2 separate regions of the Mus musculus genome follow, and region 1 is linked to region 2. The links are chromatin contacts, called in public promoter capture Hi-C maps. All regions are on one chromosome and are shown on one strand. Each heading gives the region's core, a stretch centred on a gene start, on an enhancer-like site or on the middle of the called end of the contact. The rest is flanking DNA. Distances are from core to core; before and after follow the strand shown. Region 1 overlaps Dennd1a (DENN/MADD domain containing 1A). Region 2 holds the start of Psmb7 (proteasome (prosome, macropain) subunit, beta type 7).

Region 1 (3,668 bases), core at 914-3,413, 480 kb after region 2:
CACACAATCACAGATATTATATATCTATAAAATATGTAATAATGCCACCTTTGGTGTATAAAAGGCACAGCTATAATGTAAGTCTAAAATAGTTACATAAACATAAAAATGCGATATTCAAAAAGGACAGGATAGGGCCAAGGCTGTGTAGAGGACTTGGTTTGCATGCCTGAGGCCCCAGGTTCTAGTCTCAATTCTGCAGAGAACAACATCAAGCTATGATAAAATAAATTGTAACTCATGGGAAAACTCCCATGAAATTGAGATTGTAACTATTTAAAAAGGTGATATCTATCTAAATGTGTTATTGATCAACTTTATAGATCTTGGAAATTAGCTTCAAACTCTGAACTAAATAACAGAAATTATAACTTTGTATGTAAATGACTGGGTTGAAAACTGGGGTATAGTAAGGGAAATGGTAACATTTAACTGAGAACATCCCTTTGTGCATATGTGGTGTAAATTTTAAGGATCTGAGTTATATTCCTTTTGTAAGTGAAATTAGTTATGTGACACATTTTAAGTTATCAGTAACTGGGGAAGTTAAAATATTTTCACCTTCTGTAGACAGCAAGATGAATTCTTTGGATTTTGCTCTATGATGTCAAAGGACGCATTATTTGCAGAGCAGCTGATGCATTTAGGACTTGTTGATTCACTTAATTGGTAACTGTACTACATTCATAACTCCAACAGCTGAAAACAATAGGTTAGTGTCTGCTGTTTATGCACTAATAGCCACGGCGGAGCAGAGTATGTCGGAAGAGCAGAGTCTGTTAGTCTGAGGAGGAATCCGCACATGAATGCACTATTGCTAATCACAGAGGTGGGTTTTCTGTTCTTCATTGAGAAGCACTGTTTGTCTTTTTTTCTTTTCTTTTCTCTTCTCTTTCTCTTTTTCTTTTTCTTTCTCTCTCTCTCTTTTTTTAATATATGTCAGTGGCCAAGTATGTTGTGTCTATGTAATTAGACTGACTGCTGTGAAATAGTATGTAATTGAATTTGAAATTTTAGTGCTGAGAGGAAATGCTTCCTAGAAATGAGTCATGGTTGAAATCAGCTCAGTGTTTTTATGTCTTTCAGTTTTCATGTTTTAGAGCAAAAAGTGAATACATACAGTAGGTGATAAAAATTTTTTAGGGGACAATTCCATTGGGATATAGAAACCAATAAATGTTCATTTGAAGAAATTAGAGATACTGTACTTCTCATTAGTGGGCTATTTATTTATTTATTTCTTCTGAGTTTTTAGGATCAAATTTCCATTTTAGGACTAGTAATTTTTAAATTAAAACATAAAAATATGACAAACTCTTCCTGTTTCATTGTCAAGAAAAGGAACACTGATTTTTTTTATTGAATATTTTCTTTATTCACATTTCAAATGGGAAAACTGATTTTTAAACTATGTAAAGTATTTAAAATATTCCTTTTAAAATTTGACTTTATAAATAGGTAAGATTTAACTATGATAGAAGTGAGTGCATTCCTAGAATAATTATGTTCACTTAAAATGCTAAACCAACAATTTGAGTATTTTATGGTTATAAAGTAAACATAGTAAGTTTTTGTAGCTTTAATAGGTTTAATGAGAATATCCATCTTTGAAGCTTTCTATTTGTGTCAGTCTAGTTTATAATCACACTGTCAGGAAACTTTTAGCTTCCCATTATAGAAGGAATTCTTGAACATAAAATTTACCTCTAAATTGTTTAGAGAAAGGTTGAACTGATCCTCAAAAGCTCTTACAATTTTTTGGACTATTTTCTTAGCCTACAGTTTTGGTGTATAAAATTGGAAAATACCATTAGATAAAGAACAGTGGAGTGTATGATTACTCTGTTTGCAGCAGATTCCCATCTTCTCATCTGGAAAATTAAATCTGATTACAGCTTGGATTAGCATTTATGGTTGTAGGAGAGAAAGATAGTATCTTAAACTCCATGAAATCGAGCAATGAGATTATATGGCTGATAGTTTATGTTTAAACCCTGACTTTTAAAGGGCAGGCCTTTCTAATTATAGGAATCAAAGGTGTTGAGTAGTTTGTCTTTTCTTGCCTAAGACATCCTAGAGACAAAGATTGGATAGCTCAGTAGGCATTAGATCTAAATTTTCCTGCCTTGACCCCTGGTATGTTAAAAGTGAAAGCAGTGCAAGCTCCGCCCGAGTGAACTGCCACGAGAGCAGCTTCTTTCAGAGGCCTCCAGAGAGCCCCAGTTATGGAAGTTGGTGACAGTTAGTTAGTATACAGTTTTTATACACTTCATACAAATTGTGATGGCATATTTTTCAATAATTGATTTGAAAGTATGCCATGCCTTCTTCAAATGTAGTCAGCCATGGGTGAGGGACAGAGAACCAGAAATAATTTGTGTGGGTGTGTGTTTACGTACTAGTTACCAATGTGCAAATGAGACCTCATATATAACCACAGCATTTTTATGATTTATTTTGTATTTTTGTTGTAAAAACTCTGTCTACCAGGTTTTCTAGGAACTTTAAGCCTAAGGCAAATGCAAGGGTTTGGGAGCTGTATAAAATAATTTATAGCACCTTTCCATTGAGTCTTGCCCAAACTCTTATTCTATTAATTAAACATCCTGTGGCAATCTGGTATATCTTATTAAATATTTAAAAGTATGTACAGTTGGAGACTAGAAAACATAGGTTGAGACTGAAGAAGGCCAGTCTTTTCTTTCTGGAGCTCTCTGTTTTCAGCACAGCCATGTTCTCTGCTGGAACGAATTTGTATTGCTGAGAGTCCTACACTATGACAGTGTTGTCTTGTGGCCTTTACAAAAATGGTATTATTGTGGAGACAGACCTGTAGTGCCCATACTGCTTCGAGAAGGCAGTGTCCTTCACACTGTTGTGACAGGGAACCTTGTCAGGAGCCTCTTATAGACCTTTTTGGTTAAAAGATGTGTGGGCTCTTATCAGATGGTCTATATTGTTGACAAGGTATTTTAAATACAGAAGTAAAATAAATTAATTGAAAAGTGTTTTCCTGCTGGGTATGGTGGTGTATGCCTAAAGCACTCAGGAGGCAGAGGCAGGAGGGTCTCTATGATTTTGAGGTCAGCCTGGGCTACATTGTGAGTTCTAAGACAGCCTGGAACCCTGTCTCAGAACAACAATAAAAAAAGAAAAGTGTTTACTTGGGAGATAATATAATTGATTTTTAAATTTGAATCAGAAGAAAGTTGTCAAGACAGGAGGTTAAAGAAAAGTGTATGTTGTTTTGTTCTTAATTTTCTGTCTGACAGACATTACTCAGGGAATAGGATGACGTGTACTTCTTACTGTTCATATGGCCACCTGCATCAGCACATTGTTGGTTTGTGCTCTTCTGTGGCGATACTCTGACCTGAAGATTTTCTCATTAAGAGTTAGCTAGTTTGTGAAACTGCATTTGGTGCTGTGTTTCTGAGTGAAAAGGTATTTTGGAACATTAGAAATTATAGTGCTAGATGGTGGATTTAAAAAATGTATATGTAAATATCAGACTGATGCTGTTTTCCAGTGTGCATTATTTTCCATATAAATATATAGAACATTTCATAAAATGATCCCAGACCATTTAAAACTCAAAGAAATGCAGCTGACGCAATGAAATACATAGAGTACTTGTAAAAACATACAGACATGCATGTGGATTGCTG
Region 2 (3,794 bases), core at 1,287-3,786:
GCTATTTGGGAATTGAGACACAGAGAGTCTGGTACATCCCCTGAGGTCACACAGCCACGTAGGGTAGAAGCTTTACTGATCATTAGCTTGGTAGCCAAGGAGTAGGTAGGGAAGTGTCCAAGACAAAGGATGAGCATTCTGGAGTGGGTTGCAGTTCCAGGGAACAGCACTGAAGGTAAAAAAGAAAGCTGAGCAGGGCTCTTAATGACTAAAGCTTTACTGATTATGCCTGGTCTGCCTGGAGCTGCTATTCATTGGCAGGCCTCTGGCTCAGCCACTTACTGTCTACTCCCAGGTCTCCTCGAGGTTCCCAGTCGCCCTCTGCTGGGCTTTGCCGACCATCTCTAGAGGCAATGACACTTCTTCAGATCAGCCTGGCAAGGACTCCATAACTTCTGTCAGACTCCACAGAAGGACACAGTCATTTTCCCACTGCCATTAGACCCCACAGAAGGACACAGTCATTTTTCCACTGCCATCAGACCCCACAGAAGGACACAGTCATTTTCCCACTGCCGTGCCTTCCTCTGCTTCAGGCTCAGAACTCTGACTCCCCAAAAGCCATGTCTAAAAGTTGATTTTGTCATTTTTCATCTGTTCCTCTTGTGTGTCTCATAGGATTACACTCCCAGACTTCTAAACCAGCCCGATCCTACTTACACTCCACCACCAAAAAGATTTGTTCTGGGTTTTTCTCTTCTTTGGACTGTAAACTTGTGAGGCGTCTGACTTTGATAGGCAGCCATAACAAATTACTCTAAGCTGGATGGCATAGACAACAGAAATGTATTGCCTTACAGTTCAGGAGTTTGGGAATATAAGGACTATGAATTCCTTTTGCCTATTTTCTGGGGCTTTGACAGGTGACCTTTGTTTTCTCTAGCTGCAGAAACATCATTACAAGGAGTTATTATCTTCACCTGTGGCTTTCAGCAAGCAAGCACTCAAGCTAAGCTGGGCTAGGACCCACTCTCCGAGCCTATTCTTAGCACAGGGCTTCAAAATTAGAACTTATTTTCTTTATTTCAAAAGACCCAGAGATGCAATCAGATGGAACTTAATTTTTAGTGAACATTTACTAAAAATATGGTTGAGACACTGGTTCTAGATCCTTAGGATGTTATTCATTCATTCATTCATTTATCTATCCATCCGTCTGTCTTCAGCTACAATCATAATAGGACATAGTAGGTGCTTAATAAATATTTGTAAATGAATTCATTTCACAGTCATGGAGGGTGTCACTTATTGCCTAAATAAGTTTAAAAATATTTTCCTGACTTCCGCAGCAAGCCTCACATTTCCATCAGTAGAAGATTTTCTTAAAATTACATAACACTGCACTCATAGTGCTGGGTAACATTATGAATTCTGTGCCCATAAACAATCCAGTGCCTCTCCTTCAGCCTTAACAACTACTGATTCACTTTATGCTTCTGCAGATTTGCCTATTTTGAGATACTTCATACAAATGGAACTCTCTAAGGCTGGGGAGATGGCCCAGAGGGAAGATGACTGAAAGAGTAAAGTGGAGAGTGGTGGAGGACTCCCAACATTAACCATACACCCACATGTACCCACAGGCATGTGAACATGATTACCACATGAATGTATAGTATATCACATGTGAATGTAATTATACAATGTGGTTCTTCTTCTCCATGCCTAGTCTCTTTATATTTAGCAAATTGTTTTCCAGGGTCACCCCTGATTTAGTAGGTATCACATTCCCTTCCCTTTTACGGCCTAATACTGTTTCACTGTGCTGATATTCCACATTTTGTTTACTCATTCATCCGTCAATGGGCATTTGTGTTGTTTCCCGATTTGCCTGTTAGGTACCTGGTTGCTATGCTCATTTGCCTAGAAGCATCTGTGAACTTAGCTTTCCAGTTCTTCTGGGTAGGTATGACAGTGATAATTTTGGTTTAAGATCCAGTTCGTTTTCCGGAGCAGATGACCGTTTTATATTCCCACCTGTCACAGAGAGTTTTTCTCTGTCCAACTCCAGTCATTGTAGTGGGTCCAAAGCAGTGTCTCACTGGGGGCTTGGGGTTGCCTTGTCCTCGTGACTCAGGGCACGAAACGTCTTTCCATGTGTCTGTTTGCCTTTCTGAGGAAGGTGAAAGCTCCGTTACACACTAACAGTAGGAAATAAGGGAGTTGAAAGGGATTTGCTCAGCGGCTTTGCCTGGACCTGGGGTGTGTGGATGTCCCTGATACACGCCGGATTCTAGTTTAACCGCAGAAACAGATCTGGTCTGAGCGTCAGGAGATTTGGTTATTGGGGGAATTTTATTATCTGATTTAACAAATTCCATCCCTTCGGCTGATCGTCAGTTTCCCCTTCCCAGGACTTGAGGCAAAACTACTTCAAAGACCCAAGCCTCTCTAGGAAGTGAGAACTCAAGAACTCTATGTCCAAGAGCGCCAGTTCGAAGTTTGCCCCGCCCTCTCGTCCCGGTCTCTCGCGGCGCCGGAAGTGCTAAGTTCTTTTTTTGTCGCTCCGCCCTCGGCCCGGAAACACTTTCTTGGCAAGATGGCGGCTGTGTCGGTGTTTCAGCCACCGGTCGGAGGCTTTTCTTTTGATAATTGTCGCAGGTGTGTTCATGCCCGGGGGCGCGATCGGGACCCGAGTGGGAACTCTGTACGCCGGATCGGAACTGGGCTGCGGCCGGGGTCGGGGGCGTGAGGCGAGCGTGGGGATGGTGCCCGCGGCCGTGTGACTCAGGGAATCGGGCCCCAGCGCGGGCTGCTTCTGAGGCCGGCGCGGCCCTCTCCCCTTGCCAGTGTGTAAGGATTTGGACTTTCCTGTGGCTTTGGAGGGATTGGGTCACCGCCCCGATCTGTAATTCCTCGCCGATGGTGCTAATAATGGGAGAATCCAGTGATCACACTGGGGTGGAAGAAAATTGAGTTCCTTCCTAAGCACCCACTCTTCTCGCCAGTGGTCTTGTCCTCTAACACTTGATTTCTGTGCCTTCCCTTAGGAATGCTGTCTTGGAAGCGGATTTCGCAAAAAAGGGGTTCAAGCTCCCGAAAGCTCGGAAAACTGGCACTACCATCGCGGGGGTGGTGTATAAGGTAAGCCTAGACAGGCCGACCGTAGCGGTAACTGACCTATTAACCGTAGTTAGACCACTTGGACTCAAGCTTCCAGCTAGAACTGTCAGAGTGCATCATGAGAATCGGCTTTTATTAGGGAATGCCTTGATCAAGAGGTTTTACATGTTAAATAGTTTGTATTTACTCATTTTGAAGTTTTACACATGAGGGCAATTTGGCTTTTCCTAAGGTACTCTAGGAAGCAGGATGCTACAATGGGAAAGCACAGAATTTGGGATTAATTGGTTTGTTTAGATGTTTAATGCTTCCATACTGTTTCTAGTGAACTACTTGGGCAGTTTAGTCCCCCCCCCCCCCCCCCCCTTTGAGACAGGGTCTCATTATATAGCCCCGATTGTTGTAGATCAGGCTGCTTTAAACTAGAAATTTACCTGCTTCTGCCTCCACAACGTTGGGAGAGCCACTCTGCCCTCAGCCTTTTTTTTTTTTTTTTACAGAGTTAAATCTCTATCCATCAAATGGAGATAAATCCTGAAATAAACTGTAAAGATAATAAAGGCTAGCGATTAATGTTGTTAGTGGGGTGAAGAGAGTCACATTTCAAAAACTAATAGAGGTGACTGTTTCCTAAATTTTCTCTGTGTATGTGCTTGTACATATGCTATGGGACAAGTGTAGAGGTCAGAGAACAACTTGGTGGAGTCCATTCTGAGCTTCATGTGGCTTCT

Evidence for each region. Promoter capture Hi-C pulls out the DNA fragments that hold promoters and counts their contacts.
Region 1: a contact with region 2 is called in a promoter capture Hi-C map of hematopoietic stem and progenitor cells, with 2.1 times the contacts expected there. The contact joins the enhancer-like site here to the promoter of Psmb7 in region 2. A contact is called at or near these places in 6 of 39 promoter capture datasets (the 3T3-L1 cell line, HPC-7-derived erythroid cells, cranial neural crest and 3 more) and 1 of 9 other capture datasets (adipose tissue).

What each region holds. Positions count from the first base shown.
Region 1 is chr2:38,163,211-38,166,878 of GRCm38.p6, reverse strand. All of the region lies in intron 2 of Dennd1a (DENN/MADD domain containing 1A), which reads left to right. Among named protein-coding and RNA genes, the nearest start is that of Dennd1a, 120 kb to the left of the region's middle. Within about 2 kb of position 2,163, at least 67 of the 459 cell types and tissues checked have an H3K27ac peak or open chromatin away from gene starts, as enhancers often do. A contact at or near this core is called in adipose tissue and hematopoietic stem and progenitor cells, where this site is marked.
Region 2 is chr2:38,642,648-38,646,441 of GRCm38.p6, reverse strand. It overlaps Psmb7 (proteasome (prosome, macropain) subunit, beta type 7), which reads left to right and starts at 2,536. Exons shown (of 8, transcript NM_011187.1): 1 at 2,536-2,601; 2 at 2,991-3,084. The coding sequence starts at 2,540.